7 separate regions of the Mus musculus genome follow, and all the other regions are linked to region 6. A link is a contact called in public ChIA-PET and HiChIP or PLAC-seq data. All regions are on one chromosome and are shown on one strand. The core of a region is the stretch at or near the end of the contact, and the rest is flanking DNA. Distances in the headings are between cores, read along the strand shown.

Region 1 (2,736 bases), core at 208-2,707, 390 kb before region 6:
AGAACCAGAGGGTGGAGGCAGGGTCTCTGGAAACTGAGAGGAATCTTAAAAGTAGGACTGGCTCTTGGTCTAACACAGCTTTAATCAGATGAATCCCTCCTGATCCAGGGGCAGATGTGGCCCATGTCAGAAGGATCATGACCCTGGGGTTCTGTCAGGACTGAGTGAGGTGTGCTGTGAGACCTGAGCCTCTCATAAATGACTTCGGATTCCTGATGTCTCATGGGTAGTTTCTGAAGGAAGTGTGGCAAGACACAGAAAGAATGCATGGAGTCCGGTATGGGCTACACGAGCATGCCTGGCAGCATCCTCTCCATTTTCCCATAAGGTCTTTCAAGAGGAAAAATTAAACCGCAGAGCTAAGCTAGGCATGGCGGTGCACACACATAGCCCTGGAGCTTGGAAGCAGAGGCGCGAACATGTAGGATTCAAGGCTAGACTTGGCTATAATGGCAAATTCAAGGCCAGCCTGGATTACATGAGACCTTATTTCAAAGGAGTGGGGCTGCGTCCCCCTCCCATACCTCCATGTATAATCCTGAGATCATAGAAATGGCTCAGATTCAGGTCTCGGGGGCCACTGAAGACCCTGCAGGCGTGGGGTCTCCAAGATTCTGCCTCTGTCTAGGGCAGCAGAGGTCATTAGCCTTGGTTCATGTCTCCTATGAATGTCTCTCAGTGACTTCCCTCGGCCACCTAACCTTCTCCAGGGTGTCCCTGCACCCAGGCCCTAAGATACCACCCACAGGTACTGATGTCACCCGACCCCGTGGTCTCATCAGGAGGAAGGGTGGGGCTGATGGGACAGGACATGCTGATCCCTGGCTCCAAAGTGTGGAGGGAGGACTCTCCTCGGATGCCTGCCTCTGGGAAGGTTTAACCCAGTCTGAAGGAACGTGGCTGCCTCCAGCCCTTCACCCATAATCCATAGCCACTGCTGTAGACCTGGCTTGCCCACTTGTGGGTCAGGGGGAGCACATTAGTGCAGGCTGAAAGAGGGAGAGGGGGTCATGCTAAGGGGACAGGAAGAAATGGGACATGGACATATGCCCATATCTCTAAATTGCTGCCTGTCCCAGCCCCTGCACACCCCAGCCTGCACAAGCATGCACACACACACACACACACACACACACACGCACGCACAGGTAAATTCCAAGTCACAGGCACCTCCAACAGGCCTATATCCCCTATGACTCCCAACCAGTCTGTAGGGAAGCTACCCCACCATGGGAGCTGGCCTATGGCCTTGACACCCTCTGTCCCTCACCCTGGAACCATCCAGGGCTCAGTAAGATGGTTCTTCCCCATCCTACATCAAGGTTGCACTCACCAGAGCCTCTTTCTGGGGGGTATCAGGGAGTGTGCAGTAGGGGCTCTTGTCTCTCAGTGCCCTCCTCTGTCTGCAAGCACAGGAAAAGGTCTGGCCCAGCTCAGTTCTCCCGCTGGGGCCCGGGTGGAGTTTCCCGTCCAGATCTAGGCTGTCAGTGGCCTGGGTAAGGGAAACCACCTGACCCTCTAGGCCTGAATGCCCAGCTGTCAGCTGGTATCCACAGCTCTGGAGTGGGGCCAGGGGTCTGGGAGGGAGGGGAAAGAGGAGAGAGGAAAGACGAGGAAGGTGGGCAGGGACTAGGAAGAAGGGGAAAATTTGGGGGAGTAGGAGAAGGTAGGAAAGAGAATTCAGCTCAGCTATCTTGAAGTGTGACTGGTTCTGAAGTCTAGGTACTAATTGCTACAGAGTCCCCAATTATTTATTTAAAAAATCATTTTATATGTGTGTGTGTGTGTATAGATACACACATATAGATAGATAGATAGATAAATACATACATACATACATACATACATATCTGTGTGCATGCATGTGTAAGGGCACACACATGCCATGCCATTCCTGTGGAGGTTAGAGTATAACTTGTAGGCATGGGTTCTCTTCCCCATGTGGGTTTCAGGAATTGAAGTCCAGGGTCAGGCCTGACGACGTGTGCCCTTACCTGATGAAATCCTCTCATCACTTGTCCTTTATGTAATGCTAGGGTAGGACCCAAGGTCTCACACAGAGAGAGTCTGCAGTCTGTAGTGGCTATTCCTGGTCGTCAACTTGACCATATCTAGAATGAACTACAATCCAGAAATGGAGGGCTCACCTATGATCCAGATCTTGAAGCTGGAAGACACAGGCTTCTGACCTGGATCTTAGCATGGAGATCGTGAGGCATAGTGGCTATGAAAAGTTTAGGCCTAGGCAAGGTAATACATTCCTTTAATCCCAGGAGATTAAGGCAAAGAGTTCTCTGAGTTCAAGGTCAGCCTGGGACAAATCAAATCCCAGATCTGGGCCACGCCTTCTGCGGGAAGTCTAATAAGGACATGGGAAGAAGGAAGACTCTCTTTTTCACCTGCACTTACTTGCCAGCACATCTGTCGGAACCTACATCTACAGAAGACCATCGGAAACAACTAGCCTCATGGGACTGAGCAACCACTAGATTCTTGGACTTCCCACCCACAGCTGCCCATTGTTGGGGAGTTAGACTACAGACTGTAGGTCATCATAACAAATTCCCTCAATATAGAAGTCATTCCATAAGTTCTGGGACTCTAGAGAATCCTGGCTAATACACAGCCCTACTAAGCACTTGCAGACCTACTGATCCCACCTCAACCTTCTCTGTTTTCTTTTCTATCCCTGCTCAGAAGGAAGGACAAGGCTGGGCTAGGCCATGTCCTCTCTTT
Region 2 (2,850 bases), core at 31-2,530, 350 kb before region 6:
CCCCTCAAGGGGTGCGGAGTCACGTAACTGAGTGTGGGCAAAGACGTCTAGGAAGTCGCCTGACTCACAGGCTCTCTCCCAACACAGCCTGCGGGGGGGGGGGGGGGAGGCTGTGCCTCACATGCACCCCTGTGGTACCAGCTTCGGCTTAGAACAACTCTCCCACACCTGAGCCACAGGCAGGGTCAGACTCCTTTTGACAAATGAAGGCCCGGTGGTGCCAGTTTTGCTGCTACAAAGCTGAGACCACGGCAGGCATTCCCCGAAGGCAGGGAAGACAAGAGGGGCAGGGGTGGGCTGACTGTCAAGAGTGTGCGTGTGGCTTTCCCTTGGAAGGACCTGGCTGTGGCTGAAAGGGAGACTCTAGAAAGACGGGGAAACAGAAAAGAGCAGAAAGTGGAGGCAGAAAGTGAGGGTCTGCAGTCGGTCGCGGCTCACAAGCCGGTCTGGGTGGGCGAACCCCGTGCCCCGGGCCCTCCCCTGCGCCGGCCCGGGACGTACTGTTGTCCTCCGCCTCCTGCGGCGCCGAGGGCTTGCCCATCTTCACCCACAGGATGGCCAAGAAGCCGAGCAGCAGCCCCAGGCTGGCCCAGAGCAGGAGCCGAGACAGGCAGCGCTCCAGCCACCGGCCCACCTCGGGTCGGGTCCGCCCGGCGCCCGCCGAGCCGGTGCGCGAGCCCTTCAGGCCGGGGCGAGCGTCGGCGCCGAGGAGCGCCGAGTGCGGCCGCGCAGAGGCCGACGGCGGGGCCCACCAGTGGCGGCCCCGGCCCGGGGCGTGCCTGTCCGGCGTTCGTGTATCCTCGTCATCCTCCGAGCTGCCCCGGACCGAGGCGCGGCGTCGCAGCGGCCCGGGCCCGGCGTGGGGCGGGTAGGAGAGGCCGCGGCTCGCGGCCCAGGGAGAGGCGGAGGCCCCGAAGTTGCCGTACGGCCCCGAGGCGTCGGAGGCCGCGCTAGGCGCCGGCGGGGAAGGCGACAGCGGCCAGGGCTCCGAGCGCAGGACGCTGGCGGCGGGCCGCGCGCGCAGCGGCGCTTCCTCGCGTAGCCGGGCCTCCTCCCGCTGCCGCTCGGGGCCCCGCGGCCCGGCGTCCTCCCGCGGCCCGGCGTCCTCCCGCAGCCGCTCGTCGTCGCGCAGCCGGGCCTCGCCCCGCAGGCGGCGCAGCTTGTTGCGGTAGACGTTCCGCGTGGTGTCGGTGATGGGGCCTGGCTGGAAGCCCAGGGCCTGCAGCTCTCGCCGCAACTCCAGGTCCGACAGGCCGGCCATGGCCAGGACACCGCCCCCTCGCCCGCCCCCGGCGCGCACCGCACCCGGAACTGCTCCCGCCGGCAGCCGCGGCGGAGCGGGCGGGGCCGCGCGCCATGATGGGAAGGGCGACCACGGACGCCATATTGGGAAGGGCGGCGCATGGAGGCTATGTCCGCCATGATGAAAGGCGTCTGTGTCGGCCTGGCGCCGCCATGTTGGTGAGGTCAAAGGGTTGGTTTGGTTACTGTTTTGTTTTGTTTTACTTGTGTGTGCAGGTGCTTTCATCTCTTCCCCCCGCCCTCTAGCTTATCTTTATCTGTCAGACCTAGCAGTGTTTATCCTAACGCAGCGTTAGCACGTGGTAAACGTTCAATGGAATGTTGATTTACTTAATGGATGAGCTCAATGGTGTAAGAAAACCACCGCCATTAATAGAGATCCGGCCCACTTGCCAGTCTCCGGATGGGCGTCGAGGCTGTGTGTCGGATTTGGGTGGTGGAGTAACCGCCCGGCATGCTCTCCAAGACCTTATCTTGACTGCTGCTTCAGGCCAGCTTCAGGCATGCACTTGGTCGACACTGAAACTTCAGGAGTGTGCACCCTTGGGACTGGAGAGATAGAAGACTCTGGGCGTAACAACACTTACAGAGGAGCTAGGGTTTGGACATCAGTGGCTGGTCACGTCATGGACAATTCCAATTCCAGAAGATCTGGTATCTTTCTCTTCCGGTCTCTGCTGGCATGGTATGAACCTGGTGCACATACAAGTGGGTAAAACACTCGCACATAAAATAAATATATTTTTTTAAGGTGCAACTCTGAGACAGATTGATCCTCTGTGGCCACGGGTGACCCAAAATGTCCTCATAGGTGGATCCCTATACTCTGAACTCTTAGGGGCAAATACCTATGCCCTAGGTTCCCGTAAATGTTGGAATTCTCTTGGGTGATGGGATCGGGAGACCCGTGTCTTACGGTTTAGGGGATGATCTGCAGAGTCTTGCAGTTTGATCTCCAATCTGCAACCATTTAGTGTGTGGTAATTTCCAATTAACATTTCTAGCCAGCTTCCCATAACTCCCTAGAGGGCTGCTATAAGGATTAGAAGAGACCTTCAGGACAGGGCCTGGAGCGCACTCCTCCCTTAGACAAATCTGTGCAGTGTTGGAGTTGGGAGCCTTGAGGGGGTGGGGGCAGTGATGTGGTTACCCTTACCCGTCCCCCCACCATCTAACAAACACAGTTCATGGCCTCACCCTCTCCCCTTGCTGTTCCTTCCACATCCTTCACCCATCACCTCCCTTTTCCTGGCAATATTGCAGCTCCAGCTTCCCAGCCCTCGAGATCTCCCTGCAGCTCTACCTGCCACCCTCCCTGCCTTCCCTGAGACCCTGGGCCGTGCTCCTCTGTCAGAGTTTCATCGCTCTGTCGCTTGTTAAACCCCAGGAGTATTCAGTGCCGGCCACACAGCTGGGAAAATTACAGCCTCAGCTCCGCTGGGCTTCTGTCGTTTGCCTCCCCTTCTCCCTGACTTAGCTGCTCCCATGTGGTGTGATTTCTCTCACCAAGTGTTGTTTTCCTTTTCTCTGCCTGTGTTTTCGCGGAGT
Region 3 (3,076 bases), core at 428-2,927, 500 kb before region 6:
AAATCCCTGCTCTCTGGAAGAGAAGCCAGTGCTCTTAACTGCTGAGCCACCTCTTCAGGCCCTTTTTTTAAAAGATTTATTTATTTATTATATGTAAGTACACTGTAGCTGTCTTCAGACACTCCAGAAGAGGGCGTCAGATCTTGTTACAGATGGTTGTGAGCCACCATGTGGTTGCTGGGATTTGAACTCCGGACCTTTGGAAGAGCAGTCGGGTGCTCTTACCCACTGAGCCATCTCACCAGCCCCTGTTTTGATTTTTTAAATTAATTAATTAATTTTTATTTTATGTGCATTGATGTTTTACCTGCATGTATATCTGTGTGAGACCATCAGACCTCCTGGAACTGGAGTTACAGACAGTTGTGAGTTGCCATGTGGGTGGTGGGAATTGAACTTGGATCCTCTGGAAGTGTAGGCAATGCTCTTAACCACTCAGCCATCTCTCCAGCCCATTCTTACATTTATTTGAGGCAGACTCTCACGTGCCCTAGGTAAACCTCGAACTTACTATGCGACCTTTAACTCCCAGTCCTCCTGCCTCTACTTCCCCATTAAAGGCTTGGCTAACCACTACCACCAGTTCTAAGGGTCTTGGTAAAAATCCCCTGCACTCAAGAACTCTCGGTGCAGGTCAGCAGCTGTCTCACGGCTGGCGGCTGTCTCCACCCCTCCTGGGTCTCTTCCTGCTTCTGTCTCCAGTCCCCTCCTCCTTTTCTCCCAGGGACAAACGCCCCCATCCCCGCCCCTCAGGAAATAAGGGGGGCTGGGTGGGAGGGAGCAAACGTGACCAAAGGGGGTGGTGGTGGCGCATTCTTATCTCAGGAGTTCAAACCAAAGCTCTAGGAGGAAGCAAACGCCCAGCCTCCGTGGCGCAGAACAGAAAGTAGTCAACTTGGCGATGAGTTTGAGGGCTGAACTTTGTGAGCAAGGGCCCGCTACGAGAACTTGTTTCAGTGGGCGCTGGGGTGCACTATTAACTAGAGGAGGTAATGCTCTCCCCCTCCCAGTATTATTTATTTATTTTAAAGCAAAGACAGAAGGAGCCAAGAGAAACTGGAGCCAATTCCTCCTGGAGAGGGAGCGGCTGAACTGATTCGGAAGTTGGATCTCTTTGTACACAGGAATGTGGGGAGAAAGAGAGTGAGAGAGAGAAACCCCAACAAGGACAATTAAAAAACAAAAAACAAAAAAAAACCCAAACCCACCCCATTGCTTCATTTCCCCTCCAAGTCAAAGCACTTTCTATTGTGCAATGAAAAGACTTTTCATGTTGAGAGAAATGAATCCTGATTTGCAACGCTAAGGGCTTGAGCGCGCATCCAGGCGCAAGACGGTTCTCAGCTGGGCGCGGTTGCCGCAGGGTGACCGTGGCCAAGTTCCCGGTGTGCTCAGCCACGCGTGGGCCGCAGGCTAGGCGAGCTGGGGATCTCCGAGGGTGGAGAGCCCCGAAGTGCAGCGCGGTGCTGGTGGACAAGCCGTCTAGAGAACGCCCTAGAGCCTGGGGGTCGTCCGGTGGCAAGCTGGGCGCTTTAGGGGGTGCAGGCGTGCACGCGCGCGGTGTAGAAGAGGCCGAGCCTGGGGCGCGGGTGCACGTGGGAGCCGCGGCGGGGGCGGGGTGGGGTGTGGCCTCCCCGCCTCCCAGGCGGGATTTGCATGTGTGTGGCGGCCCCAGACTTCCTGCTCCTTCCAGGCTGCAGGTACGCGCGGGCCCGGCCGGGCTGGAGGGCTGCGAGCGCGCAGAGACGCAGGCACCTCCTCACCCGGACCCGGGTCGCGCCGCGCCTCCTCGCTCTCTGGTGGCAGTCAGCCTACTCCTGCCGTCCCGATCGTCCGGGTCGCCGGGCTGCGAGGTGGCACTGCGCCCCTCTCCGCCCAGCGCGCCTCAGTCCTCTGCACCGAGCCTGGCAGCTCGCTTCAGGGCGACCTCGTCGCCTCGAGCCCCGGAGGGCCGAAGCCATGAATGAAATGTCCAGCTTTCTTCACATCGGGGACATTGTGTCCCTGTACGCCGAGGGCTCTGTCAATGGCTTCATCAGCACTTTGGGGTGAGTGAGCCTAGGGCAAAGAGAGGGGCATCGGGACCACGGTACCAGCTGCTTGTTTGCCAATGTTCAGTCCCCTGAGCCCTTGATAGAGGCTTGCTTGGACAGCCCAGTCTCCAGAAGCGAAGGGACGCTGGCACCCCTCTCTTAGAGAAAGGAAGTGCGTTGTTTGCTCAGGTAGTAGTCGGGTGCCCTGGGGAGTTCTAGAAGGCGTCAGCGCCCACGAAGCCCGCCACTTCTGGCACACTCTTTTTCTTAACTCATGGCTGAGGGGTTCGGACTTCCTCTGCAAGTGGTCCTCGGGTTATGCAGGTGGCTGGGGCCTGAGTTGGAGAGGGCCTGGGTGTTCTTGTTTGGGATTCGGGGTGGGGTGCTAGGGTTGGCTCAGCCTGAAGCCTGGCACTCACCTCTATAGCCCCATCTTGAATCGGTTTATTTAATTATTTAATTAATCATTTAATTTATTTATTTGGAGAGGTAGCATCTTTTCACTCTCCTTGTGCCCCATCTCCTCTTCAGAGTGTTTTCTTTACCCTCCCTGTCCAGGCAGTCCAGGTCTTGGCCAGCTGGCCCCCCTCTCACCGCCACCCCCTCCTTGTCAATTTCCTGTGTAGCTACTCTGGCGCCCCTGGGTCCCTGGTCCCAGGTTCTCTAGAGCACTTTACAAACATTAATTAATTCTGGCTGTCACCCCCCGGGGTCTGGGCTGGATAAGCAGGGAATTGATTCCATCCCATGCTGGTGCCAGGCCGGTAGCTGGGAGAGGTTAGAATCCCAGTATCTTTTTGGATAGACCCTGAGCACCTCGTTGCTGCAGGGATGGAGGAAGCGCACAAGCCCGGATCTGGTCTTTCTGTCCCATTTTCGGGCAGGTGGGGTGGTAGTGGCTAATGTTCTGGTATCTCACGTTGTCAGCACCATCCAGCTGCTGGCAGGGTGACTCCTCTCTGGGGGCTTTGGAAGTGTGTCAGGAATTCTTTCAAAGTTAGCCCTGCAGGTGGGAGGCTCCTGGCTCCCTTGCTCTCTCCTCT
Region 4 (2,818 bases), core at 60-2,559, 440 kb before region 6:
GTCAACCTGCACCCCCATGCATGCCTGTGAGCTCGATGCAGTCAGAAGGGTGGGCAGAGCCTTGACAGCCTCTGGCTTGATTTGCATCTGTCATTCGTGCAGAGCTTGGTGTCTGCAGGGGCTGCCTGGGTGTTGGGTCCAGAGTCAGAGACCCTACTATCTGTGTGACAGTCTCTGTGTGAGCCAGCAGGGCCAGGAGCGGCTTCCTGGGACAGACTAGAGAAACACTATGGTCAGACAGACATTGGGATCCTTGTGACCTTGTTGCTGTCTTCTCTAGCCAGCCCCCTGGGGATGCCACACGGAGCTGCCACATTTATGGGCACATGTAGTGGGGACAAGATGGACTGTGTCTCTGAGGTCTCAGTGCCTGAGATCCTAGAAGGTGAGACCGGCGTCTACAGGATAGGATGGGGTGGGTGGGGTGGAATGGGCAGCCCCGGGTCCGAACATACTGACCACCCGCAGAGGACGAGGAGCCCGATAGCACGGAGCGGGCCTGTGACACTCTACTTATGTGTATCGTGACCGTCATGAACCACGGACTGAGGAACGGTGGTGGCGTGGGCGACATCCTCCGCAAGCCCTCCAAAGATGTGAGCACCTTCCCACCCGTCCCGTGGATGCTCCCACACCCAGCCAGTTTCTGTGACACTGTCCAGAGCTATCAGCTTCCCACCCCAGCACACTGTAGAGGCTACAAGGGTCACCACGGCAACCAGTCTTGGCTCTGAGGCTTGGGGAGGTGTGGGCCATCAGCAGTCAGTGGCTTCCTCAGCCTAGAGAGGGAGGACAAGGTGGAGCCTCAGTTTGGCTTGGGCGGCCAAGCTGTGTCCATCACTGATCTCTGGCTTAGACCAAGGTTCTGGAATGTGAGAGGCGCGGCATCCGGGCTGCTGATCCGGGAGCTCGCAGCTGCCCCCCATCCCCCTTAACCAAGTTAGAGGCAGAAACAAGCCCTGTTTTGTAGCAGGACTTGCCACACGCAACAAACTTGTAAGGGCTTCCTCCTGGTCAGCCGTTTCTAAATGTTAGCTGGTGGCATCTTTCTGGTTGGCAGCTGGGGGTCACTGTTGTCTGTTGTCTCTCTCGGGGGCTTGCGGTGATTCTGTCCTCACGGTGTCCCCGTGCTCTGCAGGAGTCGCTCTTCCCAGCCAGAGTGGTGTATGACCTTCTGTTCTTCTTTATCGTCATCATCATCGTGTTGAACCTCATCTTTGGGGTGATCATCGACACCTTTGCCGATCTGCGCAGCGAGAAGCAGAAGAAAGAGGAAATCCTTAAGACCACGTGCTTCATCTGTGGTGAGGCTCACTTCCTAGCTCGGCTGTTGGCTTCCCACTGCATGGCTGGAGGCATCTGAGCCATGGCACCCAGTCCCACCCTTGCTGACCTGGCCTGAGGTGGATCACTGGGGCCCAAGAAGCCACTGCTTTGAGCCCTCGGCCTTCCAGGAGAGGAACTTGATGCCACTGTGGTCTCAGGCTTCTGGTTTTAGTCCATTGCTCCTTCTGAATCCAGTCATGTCCTCACCAGTGGCCAGGGCCCAGAGAGCAGGGCTCACCTGGCAGGCCATGCTGTTGACCCAGCTGTCACTGTCACTGCTGGGCTCAGGTAATCCTGATGTTCCCAGAGTCCCTAGCGCTTTCTCTGCAGGAGGGCTGCAGCCACGTGCGGTGGTGTCCCCACCACTAAGCATTGGAGCTTGAACAGTGACCCGCATCACCCAGGAGAGCTGTTAGGAGCAGTCCCCATGGTGGTCCTCAGTGGTGGCCCTCCTTCTGCCCCCAGGTCTGGAGAGGGACAAGTTTGACAACAAGACAGTGTCCTTCGAGGAGCACATCAAACTGGAGCATAACATGTGGAACTACCTGTACTTCATTGTACTGGTCCGAGTCAAGAACAAGACAGACTACACCGGCCCCGAGAGCTATGTGGCTCAGATGATCAAGGTGAGGGTGTCCGTGCGCCCGGGCTCATTGACACCTGGGAGGAGGCACAACAGCTGCTGGCCTTGGCCTGAGGGGTGGCAGCTGCAGTGGCTTGTGGGGTCAGCCAAGGAGTGAGGAGCAGCTGGGGCCAGCCCTCACTGTGCAAAGCCCTGCTGGCCACCACCACCCGTGGGTGGACCCACACTCCTGCTATATGGAGAAAGCAAACATGCAATGAATCTGTCAGCCCCAGAGAAGCGTGGTGAACCAGCTTCCCCCCTCACCCCTGCACAGCAGCAGTTGGGGGGTTGGGCAGTGGAGTGGGGAGACCCCACTGAGGGATGTAGATTCCCCACAGGACCTCTTTTAGAAAGCACAGCATGGGAGAACAGCTTCCTAAAGTCAACATTGTCCCAGTCAGAGAGAAAGCCTGGAGCAGCTTAAAAATACCAGGCTTAGAGGAATTAAAACATAATCCTCCTAATTTCTAGTCACTGTGGCAGTGCCGAGTTTGGTCTAGAGAGGTTTAACTGTTGGTCTGAGAATTCACAGTTGTGACAGGGAACCAGCAAACTGCTTGGCTCGAGCCCTTCTCCCCTGCTTCTCTATCTCGGGAAGCATGGCTTCCCTTCTTTCAGAGGCTCCCCCTCCCAGACTGCCATCTGTGTGACTCTCCTGTTCCCTGAGCACGGGACATGCTCGTCTGCAGCAGCGGAAAGGAAGGGAGCAAGTCTGGGTCTTGGCCTTCCTGCTCCGTGGCTGTGGCGGGGAGTGAGCAGATGGCCCACAGGAGGATGGAGCCATCTCACGGAAGGCAGCCCACCTGGGAGGACCCAAGCCAGTTCAGATTTTCCCATGTTACGCCCCCTGCTGGCCGTCTGGTAAAG
Region 5 (2,836 bases), core at 202-2,701, 480 kb before region 6:
CTGTCTGTCTGTCTGTCTGTCGTTTTTCATCCCATTTGCTGTTCCCTGCTCCAAGGGACATGAGTTTCTTCCCTCCCTCTAACCCGGCTGCTCTATCTCCTAGGCTGGTGGATGACCGTTGTGTGGTGGAACCTGCAGCTGGGGACCTGGACAACCCCCCCAAGAAGTTCCGAGGTAAGACCTCCACTCCAGCTGTGAGCATCCCTCCCGGGCCACAGGGTCCTAGTACCAGGTCTGTTGACACCAGTCTGCCTGAGACCATCCTCTGTGATCCGTGTCGACCCCAACTGCATTGACTCAGTGTGGTACATTTCTGCTTTTCCATCCAAGACCACACCCCCTTTCCTGGCACACCCACTTCTGGCCAGGGGCCCAATCTTTCCCGAATTCCCTGCCACTCACCCTTACAAGTCTACAGGGTTTTCTTTGTCTGTCTGTCTGTCTGTCTGTCTGTCTCTCTCTCTCTCTCTCTCTCTCTCTCAAAGGGAATAAAGAAGCTGGGAAAGACAATTGCTTAGGCCTCAGAGGCTCAAAGGAGAACTCTTTCCTGTGCCTCAGTTTCCCCATGTGTGAGGTGAAGGGACTGGACTTTTAGCCCTGGCTGTCCTGGAGCTCACTTTGTAGACCAGGCTGGCCTCGAACTCAGAAATCCGCCTGCCTCTGCCTCCCGAGTGCTGGGATTAAAGGTGTTCGCCAACTCTGAATATCCACCTGCCTCTGGCGGTGTGTGTGTGTGTGTGTGTGTGTGTGTGTGTGTGTGTGTGTGTGTGTCTCCTCCTGGGTAAAACCCCAGGGCCCAAGCATGGCTTCATTCTGTGGCCTGGTCAAGTGTTGTCCCTCAAGGGGCCTCCTATCCTCCATGGTAGAAGGCAACACAGCCCTGGCAGTGGCAGGGTTGGACACAGGGATCACCTGGTTGTTCTTGGGCCAAGCAGTGGATTACCTAAAGGGCTGAGGCTGCCATGCGCCAGACAGCTGGTGCCTGGGCGTGGTGCGAGCAGGCAGGAACACGCCAGTGTGACGCCACCGGGTCTGCAGAGCAGTTGCTCTTCTGGCCAGGGGTGGACTCCATCCTTTGGCTGCTTGCTCCTGGAGACCCTGGCCTGCAGAGGGCCCCGAGGCAGTTCTTCCCCCACGCATGTGTCTATCACTGCACTGCTGTGTCAGGGCTTTGTCTAAGTCGATGTCCTGGGTTGAAGTGTGCCTCAGCAGCTGTGTGGGAGTGAGCCTTGAGCCCTCCCCCCTACCCCCACCAGCCTTCCTCTGCCCCGACTACAGTCATACCTGGTTCTACATTGTCCACTCTCCCTCCGGCTACACCAGCCTCCTCCACTTAGTGACGAGCCAGCCCTCACCCCCTCACTTGCTGTCTGTCCCCTCTGCCCTGCTTGCCCCCACCTCTCACTATGCTCAGCTTCCTCCTGGCTCAAGGTCCCTGGCTCTGGTGTGGCTTTCTCTGACTTCTGTTCCTCTTCTGTTTAGTTTTCTGCATCAGTTGAGCCCAGCATGCTCTGTGTTCTGTGTAACTCACTTCTCCTTCTCTCTCAAAGCCCATTTCTCTCAGGCTTTTAGCTGGGTGAGTTCAGATTTAACTGCGAAGCCGAGATGGTTCTGAACTTCTGATGCATCCCGGTGCTGACATTTTTTTACCGTGTATGGGCGTCACTGCAGGTCACAGGGCACGTGTGGAGGTCTGGGGATGACTTTCAGGGAATCTTTCTCTTCTGGTCTGGGGATTGAACTCCAGCCAGGCTTGTAAGTTAAGCTCTGTCGCCCGCTGAGCTACCCAGCCTCTGGTGTTCTGGTTTGTCATTTGTGTCCCTTACTAGAACATTGGCTCTGCAGGGACAGGATTTTAGTCTGGCTTTTTGTGTTTCTGGTTTTATTGGCAATTTCAGTCTCCTAGCTCTTTGGGCAAGTGGGGAAAGGAAGGGAGGGAGGGAGGAAGAAGAAAAGAGAGAGGAATGTGGGAGAGAGCAGAAAAAAATGAAGGTCCCCTGGGGCCCCTGGCTGCTGCCAGCACAGGGAAGGACTGTGCACAGAGGTGTGTACCGTCATCGGCCTATGGAGTGACAGGAAGGTGACAGAGAAGTGGGTGCGGTAGGGGAAGATACGCCCTTGGCTTCCAGCAGACAATCTGGGGCCAGCTTTTGACAACAAGAAGGCCACTTAGAAGAACAAACACCCCCTTGCCTGGTTTCTTTCCCACACCTCCATCTCTGTCACTTCCCAGGGCTTGGGAACAGGGACTCCTGAGATCCTCCTGGCGTCCCTGGCTTGGCCTGTACAGCCGAGCATGGCAGGGACCCAGGCTCCACTTGGTCCTGCTGAGCCCGAAGGATTCTGGTCTTGGACAGGGTCTGTTCTCCGCAGCTCCCAGAGGGCAGGTGCAAGTCTCGGCATTAGAACTCAGGACCAGACTCAGGGCTCCAACCTGAGACTGAAACACCTCACTTGCCTGAGGCCTGCCATTTGTGGTTTTAGCACCGCTGTGGGATGTGTGTGTGTGTGTGGGGGGGTGTCGAGGCAGACATTTAGAAGTTGTCAGGTGGTTATCAGACTGTTCAGGGAGCCCCGGGTGTTCTGCCCTCCCGTCTTGGGGTGAGACCTGTCACCGCAGAGGACTCTTGTTGCCCACAGCTCATTGTTCACTGTGCCCTTTGAGCTCCCACCCAGGTCCCTGCTGACTTCTAGGTTCTTCAGTGGGACCGGTAAAGCCCCGTCTGCTTTGGCTCCTCGTGTGTTCTTTCAGCTCCAGCCACCGCTTGCATCACCCCAAGCCTCAGCTTGTCCAGGGAATTCTTTCCAGTCTTGGCAAGGGATGCCCAGGCTGCTG
Region 6 (2,700 bases), core at 159-2,658:
CTCGCGGGGCACAAAGATGGAGGGCGCGGCGCGCTTCCACCCCGCCCCGCCCCCACGGCGGTTGCACACAAAGGGGCAGCCGCTCCTCCCCCAGACTGCCCCGGCGCCCTAGGCTCCCCTCCACCCGTTGGGAACGCCCCTCCATGACTTCCTCCTTCTCCAGGGGCACCCCTGGAACTGAGGGTCACCTGGACCTTGGTCCGGGACCCGCGGCCTGCCGTGGCCTCCCGCGCCTGACCGCTGCGCCCCACCCCCACCGAGCACGTGCTGCCCTGCGCCCAGGGCGCCATCCTACGGCCCGGGGGTGGGGGGTGGGGGGTAGCCGGGCCCGCCGCGCTCCCCACCCCCCACCGGAAACATTCCTGAGGCATTCCTGAAACTGGGAGGCCCGCCTCCCCAAGGCTCCCACCCCGCCTCCAGCCGGGCGCACGCTGGGCCCCCGCGTACCCTTCCACCGCCCGCGCGCCCCCCGAGGAGAGGGCTGACCGCGGAGGAAGGGGAACAGAGTTATGAGTCACAGTCGTGTGTCACTGGGCCCGAATTACGATTCCCTGCATCACGAGAGGTGTGGAAAGGCCGACTCGGGGAACCGAGGTGGGGAGGTGCGTCCAAGGGCCCGCGCCCGGCCTGCAGGGCGCGCCCCACCGCCCGCCATCTTCCCACTTAGGCTTCCTCCGGCCCAGCAACAAGTCTTTTGTTGACCCAGGCGCCCAGAGGCGGGAAACTCGAACCCCTGCCCTCAAGGGGCTTCCAGGCGCCCCTTGTCTTAAGTCGTAAGTCACGGGGGCGGGGAATCACACCAGAGGGACCTCGTGCTTCCTCAACACCAAGCAGCTGGCCACCCGTGGCTCCTCCCCGCGATGTCCCGGCGAGGCGGCCAATCGCTCGGCTCCTTTGAAGCCTGCACCTGGGTGGCGGCCGTTACTAGATTTAAACCGTTGGCGTTGGCCAAGTTTCACGTTTGGGTTTCACAAGACTTTGTTTTTTACGCGCCTGGAGGCCTCCGGAGACGCACACGCCGTCACCTGCTTGGTGGCAGAGGGGAATTAAGGAGAGGCCCTCGACATGGGCTGGGGGGGGGGGGCGGCGTCCGGGCCGCGAGAAGCTCCTTAGGGTACGCGTGGACGTCCGAGGGCACAGGCGTCAGCGCGCGCCTCCCCGCGAGGCCGGAGTCCACGGGGGGGCTCCTGTAGGTGTGTCCCCGGGTCCCCACTTAAACAGCAGGGCCGCCGTCACCGGTTCCTCCAACGCCAGGCTGCTCGGGAACTGTGAGAAACGAGGGCCGTCGGCGCGCGTGCCCGCGGAAACCGCGCGCACAGTGGCGAGCTACCCGCGCGCGGCGGCGGCAGCTGGCGGGCGGCCGCCCTTTTAAATCCCCGGGCTCATTTGCATGGCCCCGCCCCCCGGTGACACGGCTGGCGCGGGCGGGCCCGTCCCCCCTGCCCCTGGGTCGCTCTTTTTAAGCTCCCCTGAGCCGGGGCTGCGCTCCTCTAATTGGGACTCCGAGTCGGGGCTATTTCTGGTGTTGGCGCGGCTCCAAGAAGGCGTGAGTTCGCCGCCGCTCGGGTGGCTTCTTTTTTTCCTGTAGGTCTAGAATCTAATCACATTATTATTTATTGAGGCCGCGCACGGGCCGTGCCCAGCTTCCTGCCCCTCGCCATCCTCCAGGGGAGCGGGATCCGTCAGTGTTCCCTCGCCCCAGCTCGGATGTGACACACATCCCCGGCGGGGGCCCGGGCGGCGCGCACGCAGCGGTCTCAGCGCCTCTGCCCTCTCCCGGTTTCAGATCCGCATTTGCGACCGGCGGCGGTGGCGGCAGAGCCCAGGCCGGTGCCCTGAGCCCAGCCACGCCGCACCCGGCAGCCCCGAGCGCGCCCCGCCGGCGGCCTGCGGAGCTCGCGGTGAGTGTCCGCGGCGCGCCCGGGGGGCCTGCGGCGCGCGCTGCCCGCTTTATTCCCAGGCCCCGGGCTTGCGCGGGCCGCGGGAAAGGGGAGGCCGCACTGTGCTCGCAGGCGGCGGGGCCGGGGTGGGTGTCCGCGGGGCGCCGCGTCCTCCGGTCCCCAGGTTGAGGGTGCCCGGGTTGCGACCGTGGGGTGCGGAGACCCCGGGGAACGGCGCGCGGAGGGGGAGGGGGCGCGCGACTGCGACGAGCGCCGCTTGTGCACCCAGCGGCGCCCGTGCACCTCGCGCTCGGCGAGCCCGGCCTCAGGGAGGGGCGCGCGCTGCGCAGCGGCGGGAGGTGGGCGCGCGCCCCCCTCAGCCAGGGAAGTTCTAGAAGTGCGGGGGAGGGGCCCGGCGACCCGAGATTCCTCTCTGGCCTCTCCTCCGCCTTTCCCAGAGTAGTACTGTGCGTGGACGAGGCCGGATCGCGAGGGCCTGGGTTTCGGGGTTTCACCCCCCACCCCCACACACACCTTTGGCCCTGCCCCGCGCCTCTTCAACCTCCAGGGCCAGGCCTGCCCTCCGCCCCCACAAACTGGTTCCTCTGCTTTGCTGGGTTCTGTTAGAACTAGTCCCTTCGACTCCCCGTTTCTGCCCCCCCCCCCGCTTTGGTTTTCATGGAGAGAGGAAGGGGTTTTTTTCTTCCTGCGACTCGCACCAGGTTTCCTGCCCCCAAGGCGGGCTTGGGTGCCCCCTCTGGCAGGAAGTGGGGCCGGGCGCACCCGCGTGGCGGTGCATGTGGTCGGGGTGCGCCGTTTC
Region 7 (2,907 bases), core at 322-2,821, 460 kb after region 6:
TTGACAGTCCCAGGGAGAGCTGGGCTTTCTGCATCCCTCAGTTAAAGGCCACCACTCCTCTAGGGCCTTTGCCAGCAGCAGTCCTGCCCAGGTTCCAGCCCTCATTTATCCTCCAGCATGGGTTCCCAATTGTGAGTTGACCCTGCAGCCTACCTTCCACTGAGAAGCCTAAAATTCACTGTTTGCATAAGTAAATGCTGGCTCATTTTGTGTGTGTCATTTGGTAGCCCATGCTGGCCTTGAACTCATAATAGTCCTCTTGCCCCAGGCTGTGACATCGCCACTGTACCCAGGATTAGTGTCATTATCGAGTCTTCTTCAGTCAAGTGTGAGATCTTCCTCAAGCAGGGACCTCATTTGTGTCACCCCTAAGCAAATGTGATGCTTTGTGCTGGAGCAGAGAAGATGTTCTAGCAAACTCCCCTTTGCTGGCAATACTTGGGTGTTCTGTGTGCTGGGGTAGGGGTGGGGAGCAGAAAAGCTTTTCCCACCTCCAGCCACAGGAAAGGCTCCAGGGCTCTGTCCTGCCAAAGCAGCAGTTTCAGTGATGGGCTCCATACCTCAGTCTCCTTAGATAGCCCCCAGCCTGTCTCCTGCACACAGTCATGCATGCAGCAGCAAAAGCGATGGATGCCAGAACTAAATGCTTTGTACACCACAGTGTCTGTAAACCAAGCCTCCCATGCCAAGCAAGACCCAAGGATACTAAAGCCTCTTGCACAAGATGGTGGAGCCGCTGACAACCTCTTCAGGCACTCCTGCATGCTTCACGGTGTCTCTGGAGTACTAGGTGCCTAATGAAGCCATTTGACTCTGTGGTGTAGACAGTGAGAACAGGCGGTACATGTAGACCATGGGTGTCAGCTGTTTTGTTAGTTTATTTTCCTGTTTTTCAACACAGGCTCTCACTGTGTAGCCTTGGCTGTCCTGGAATTGACTCTGTAGACCAGGCTGGCCTCAAACTCAGATCCGCCTGCTTGCTTCCCGGGTGCTTGGTGGTGTGTTTGCTTTCCCTAACTTTTCACTGTGTTTCACAATTGCTTGAAACTCAGATGTGGAGGCTGACTGTAAGAACAAAAATAACTGCCTGGTCAGGTTGTGGTTCGAGGTACAGAAGTCTGTGAGGTCAGCTAGTTCCCCCACGTGCCTACTTTTGAATGGGATTGGAGATTATGGAAGAGAAAACCACAGAAGGCTGCCTGTCTACTTAGCAAAAACACGCAAGCCAGGAAACACTTGGCTGAAGGCTTAAGTGATAAATTTGTGTTTTGTAATCAGCTTTCATAAATATTAAAGAAGTGGGAGATGGTGGAAAGCAGTGATGTGCTCTGTATGCGTGCTCAGCTCCACACTTGCTCAGCAATGTCCACGTGGAGAGTGCCGTGCTCTCAGTCTCAAATGGTGGCTGAGGGACCCTCGGCTGAGCCCCTTCCTGAGAGGGGAAGAGGCGGCAGGCAGAGCACCCTGTCAGGCCAAGCCCTGAGCTTCCCCTTCCCCGCACTGCTCCTTAGAGCCAGCATGACGTCATCAAGAAGAGAGGTGATTGGTGCAGCTCCACAGAGGCATTGGCTTCCCTCGCCACCTAGAGGTGGGTGCAGACAAGGAGGTCTGCCCTTTACCCGGAACCCTCAGCTTGCCACGATCTGCAGTGTGCATTGTCCCTTGGTATGTACACTGGCGTGCTTGATCCTGGGCACTCCCACTCTAAACAAGAATGTGGCTCTCCCACCTCTGGGGACAGCTCGGAGCTTGGAATGTCTATTTAAGTTGCTTCCTGGCTCACACTGGAGTAGAAGCCTTACCCTCTGAGTTTCCATTGGTTTTAGGTTTGAAGCATTGTCCTGGCAGCTCTGCCTTCCGGGCTTTGTGTCAGATCCAGGGGCTCTCAGTATCTGCCATTTACCTGCAACTTGTAAGTCCTGGCTCCTCAGTCTGTGGTCAGACCAGTCAGCCTCCTGCTGCCTTCCTGGGCTATCATGGCAGCATGCCGGGGAAGCAGAGAGCTGGACCCCGCACCGTTGGGCTTCCTTGAGCTGCAGGCGTCTCCTCCTGCCCCCAGCCCGGCTTCCCTGCTGTCCTCACAGCAAGCAAGGGGCCAGTGAGCCCAGTGGGTACAGCACACACAACGGGGCAGATTCTGTGGTGCTGTATTTGCCAGCTGTGTGTGTGTGCGTGTGTATGCATGAGAGAGAGAGGGAGGGAGGGAGGGAGGGAGGGAGAGAGAGGGGGGAGAGAGAGAGAGAATGACACTACTACATGAACAAACATGAGCACTAAGGCATGCACCTCACTATGTAGTTGTCCTAGAAATCAACACATAGACCAAGGTGGCATCAAACTCACCAAGATCCACTGCCCTGCCTCCCAAATCCTGGGGTTAAAGATCTGCACCACCATGTTTTGGTTTATTTTGGTTTTTGAGATGTATGTGTATGGATGTTTTCTGCATGTATGTGTGTACTGAATGCATGCCTCATGCCCATGGCGTCCTAAAGAGGTCATCAGATCCCCTGAATTAGAGTTACAGATTGTCAACCAACACTTAGGAACTGGGGATTGAACCCAGGTCTCCTGGTCTTCTGAACGAGCAGTGCAGTCAGTGTTCTTGACCTCTGAGCCATTGCTCCAGCTCCCCAACATTTAAAAAAAAAAGAAAAAAAAAAAAGCTTTGGTGATGCATGACAGGTAGTGAAAGTTAATGTGTAGCTGATAAAAATGTGCTCTTTATCCCAGAGCTGAGAGTCATGGAAACATATTCTCTGAATTGGGGGAGGGGGTACCTGAAGGTTTCCCTATGCAGCACAGACTGGCCTCAGATGCAGCAGCAGAGTTAGAGGGGTGCACCACCACGGCCAGCTTTCGCTTTCTAGGACATTCTTACACAGCCTGGCTCGAGTTTCATAGTCA

The links. ChIA-PET counts read pairs in DNA pulled down with a chosen protein or histone mark. HiChIP or PLAC-seq counts read pairs in DNA pulled down with a chosen protein or histone mark.
Region 1: an H3K4me3 HiChIP or PLAC-seq map of embryonic limb bud shows a contact between it and region 6, with 4 times the contacts expected there. The contact joins the promoter of Ip6k3 here to the promoter of Hmga1 in region 6. A contact is called at or near these places in 6 of 39 promoter capture datasets (3T3-L1-derived adipocytes, the HPC-7 cell line, cranial neural crest and 3 more), 1 of 15 datasets of contacts at CTCF or cohesin (the NIH/3T3 cell line) and 15 of 115 datasets of contacts at active chromatin or transcription factors (DN3 thymocytes, the NIH/3T3 cell line, the SCID.adh cell line and 11 more).
Region 2: a contact with region 6 is called in an RNA polymerase II ChIA-PET map of memory CD8 T cells, with 64 read pairs. The contact joins the promoter of Lemd2 here to the promoter of Hmga1 in region 6. A contact is called at or near these places in 12 of 39 promoter capture datasets (the 3T3-L1 cell line, 3T3-L1-derived adipocytes, the HPC-7 cell line and 8 more), 1 of 15 datasets of contacts at CTCF or cohesin (the NIH/3T3 cell line), 4 of 484 Hi-C or Micro-C datasets (B cells, CD4 T cells, muscle stem cells and 1 more), 20 of 115 datasets of contacts at active chromatin or transcription factors (the SCID.adh cell line, bone marrow-derived macrophages, cardiomyocytes and 14 more) and 4 of 9 other capture datasets (adipose tissue, liver, macrophages and 1 more).
Region 3: an H3K27ac HiChIP or PLAC-seq map of embryonic stem cells shows a contact between it and region 6, with 3 times the contacts expected there. The contact joins the promoter of Itpr3 here to the promoter of Hmga1 in region 6. A contact is called at or near these places in 6 of 39 promoter capture datasets (the 3T3-L1 cell line, embryonic stem cells, neural stem cells and 2 more), 2 of 484 Hi-C or Micro-C datasets (B cells and embryonic stem cells), 24 of 115 datasets of contacts at active chromatin or transcription factors (the 230-238 cell line, the NIH/3T3 cell line, T-cell acute lymphoblastic leukemia and 16 more) and 2 of 9 other capture datasets (adipose tissue and embryonic stem cells).
Region 4: a contact with region 6 is called in an RNA polymerase II ChIA-PET map of memory CD8 T cells, with 6 read pairs. The contact joins the enhancer-like site here to the promoter of Hmga1 in region 6. A contact is called at or near these places in 7 of 39 promoter capture datasets (the HPC-7 cell line, the SN4741 cell line, cranial neural crest and 3 more), 11 of 115 datasets of contacts at active chromatin or transcription factors (bone marrow-derived macrophages, embryonic basal ganglia, embryonic forebrain and 7 more) and 2 of 9 other capture datasets (liver and pancreatic islet).
Region 5: a contact with region 6 is called in an H3K4me3 HiChIP or PLAC-seq map of bone marrow-derived macrophages, with 6 times the contacts expected there. The contact joins the enhancer-like site here to the promoter of Hmga1 in region 6. A contact is called at or near these places in 6 of 39 promoter capture datasets (the 3T3-L1 cell line, embryonic stem cells, hippocampal neurons and 2 more), 1 of 15 datasets of contacts at CTCF or cohesin (the NIH/3T3 cell line), 10 of 115 datasets of contacts at active chromatin or transcription factors (bone marrow-derived macrophages, embryonic forebrain, embryonic hindbrain and 6 more) and 1 of 9 other capture datasets (adipose tissue).
Region 7: a contact with region 6 is called in an RNA polymerase II ChIA-PET map of memory CD8 T cells, with 10 read pairs. The contact joins the enhancer-like site here to the promoter of Hmga1 in region 6. A contact is called at or near these places in 3 of 39 promoter capture datasets (HPC-7-derived erythroid cells, cranial neural crest and liver), 1 of 484 Hi-C or Micro-C datasets (CD8 T cells), 3 of 115 datasets of contacts at active chromatin or transcription factors (bone marrow-derived macrophages, embryonic stem cells and memory CD8 T cells) and 1 of 9 other capture datasets (adipose tissue).

The regions. Positions count from the first base shown.
Region 1 is chr17:27,166,307-27,169,042 of GRCm38.p6, forward strand. It overlaps Ip6k3 (inositol hexaphosphate kinase 3), which reads right to left and starts at 1,458. Exons shown (of 6, transcript NM_173027.2): 1 at 1,334-1,458.
Region 2 is chr17:27,203,158-27,206,007 of GRCm38.p6, forward strand. Lemd2 (LEM domain containing 2) reads right to left here and starts at 1,281. Exons shown (of 9, transcript NM_146075.2): 1 at 502-1,281. The coding sequence starts at 1,261. Gm34736 (a long non-coding RNA gene) reads left to right here and starts at 1,712. Exons shown (of 4, transcript XR_385492.4): 1 at 1,712-2,010.
Region 3 is chr17:27,055,627-27,058,702 of GRCm38.p6, forward strand. It overlaps Itpr3 (inositol 1,4,5-triphosphate receptor 3), which reads left to right and starts at 1,678. Exons shown (of 58, transcript NM_080553.3): 1 at 1,678-2,048. The coding sequence starts at 1,960.
Region 4 is chr17:27,118,077-27,120,894 of GRCm38.p6, forward strand. Itpr3 (inositol 1,4,5-triphosphate receptor 3) reads left to right here. Exons shown (of 58, transcript NM_080553.3): 53 at 281-385; 54 at 469-596; 55 at 1,139-1,304; 56 at 1,792-1,952. Among named protein-coding and RNA genes, the nearest start is that of Uqcc2, 14 kb to the right of the region's middle. Within about 2 kb of position 1,310, at least 59 of the 459 cell types and tissues checked have an H3K27ac peak or open chromatin away from gene starts, as enhancers often do. A contact at or near this core is called in the HPC-7 cell line, bone marrow-derived macrophages, memory CD8 T cells and 1 more, where this site is marked.
Region 5 is chr17:27,072,995-27,075,830 of GRCm38.p6, forward strand. Itpr3 (inositol 1,4,5-triphosphate receptor 3) reads left to right here. Exons shown (of 58, transcript NM_080553.3): 2 at 104-174. Among named protein-coding and RNA genes, the nearest start is that of Mir7677, 17 kb to the right of the region's middle. Within about 2 kb of position 1,452, at least 76 of the 459 cell types and tissues checked have an H3K27ac peak or open chromatin away from gene starts, as enhancers often do. A contact at or near this core is called in bone marrow-derived macrophages and memory CD8 T cells, where this site is marked.
Region 6 is chr17:27,555,166-27,557,865 of GRCm38.p6, forward strand. Hmga1 (high mobility group AT-hook 1) reads left to right here and starts at 1,409. Exons shown (of 5, transcript NM_001025427.3): 1 at 1,409-1,546.
Region 7 is chr17:28,011,885-28,014,791 of GRCm38.p6, forward strand. All of the region lies in intron 12 of Anks1 (ankyrin repeat and SAM domain containing 1), which reads left to right. Among named protein-coding and RNA genes, the nearest start is that of Gm35290, 6.1 kb to the left of the region's middle. Within about 2 kb of position 1,572, at least 181 of the 459 cell types and tissues checked have an H3K27ac peak or open chromatin away from gene starts, as enhancers often do. A contact at or near this core is called in CD8 T cells, adipose tissue, bone marrow-derived macrophages and 2 more, where this site is marked.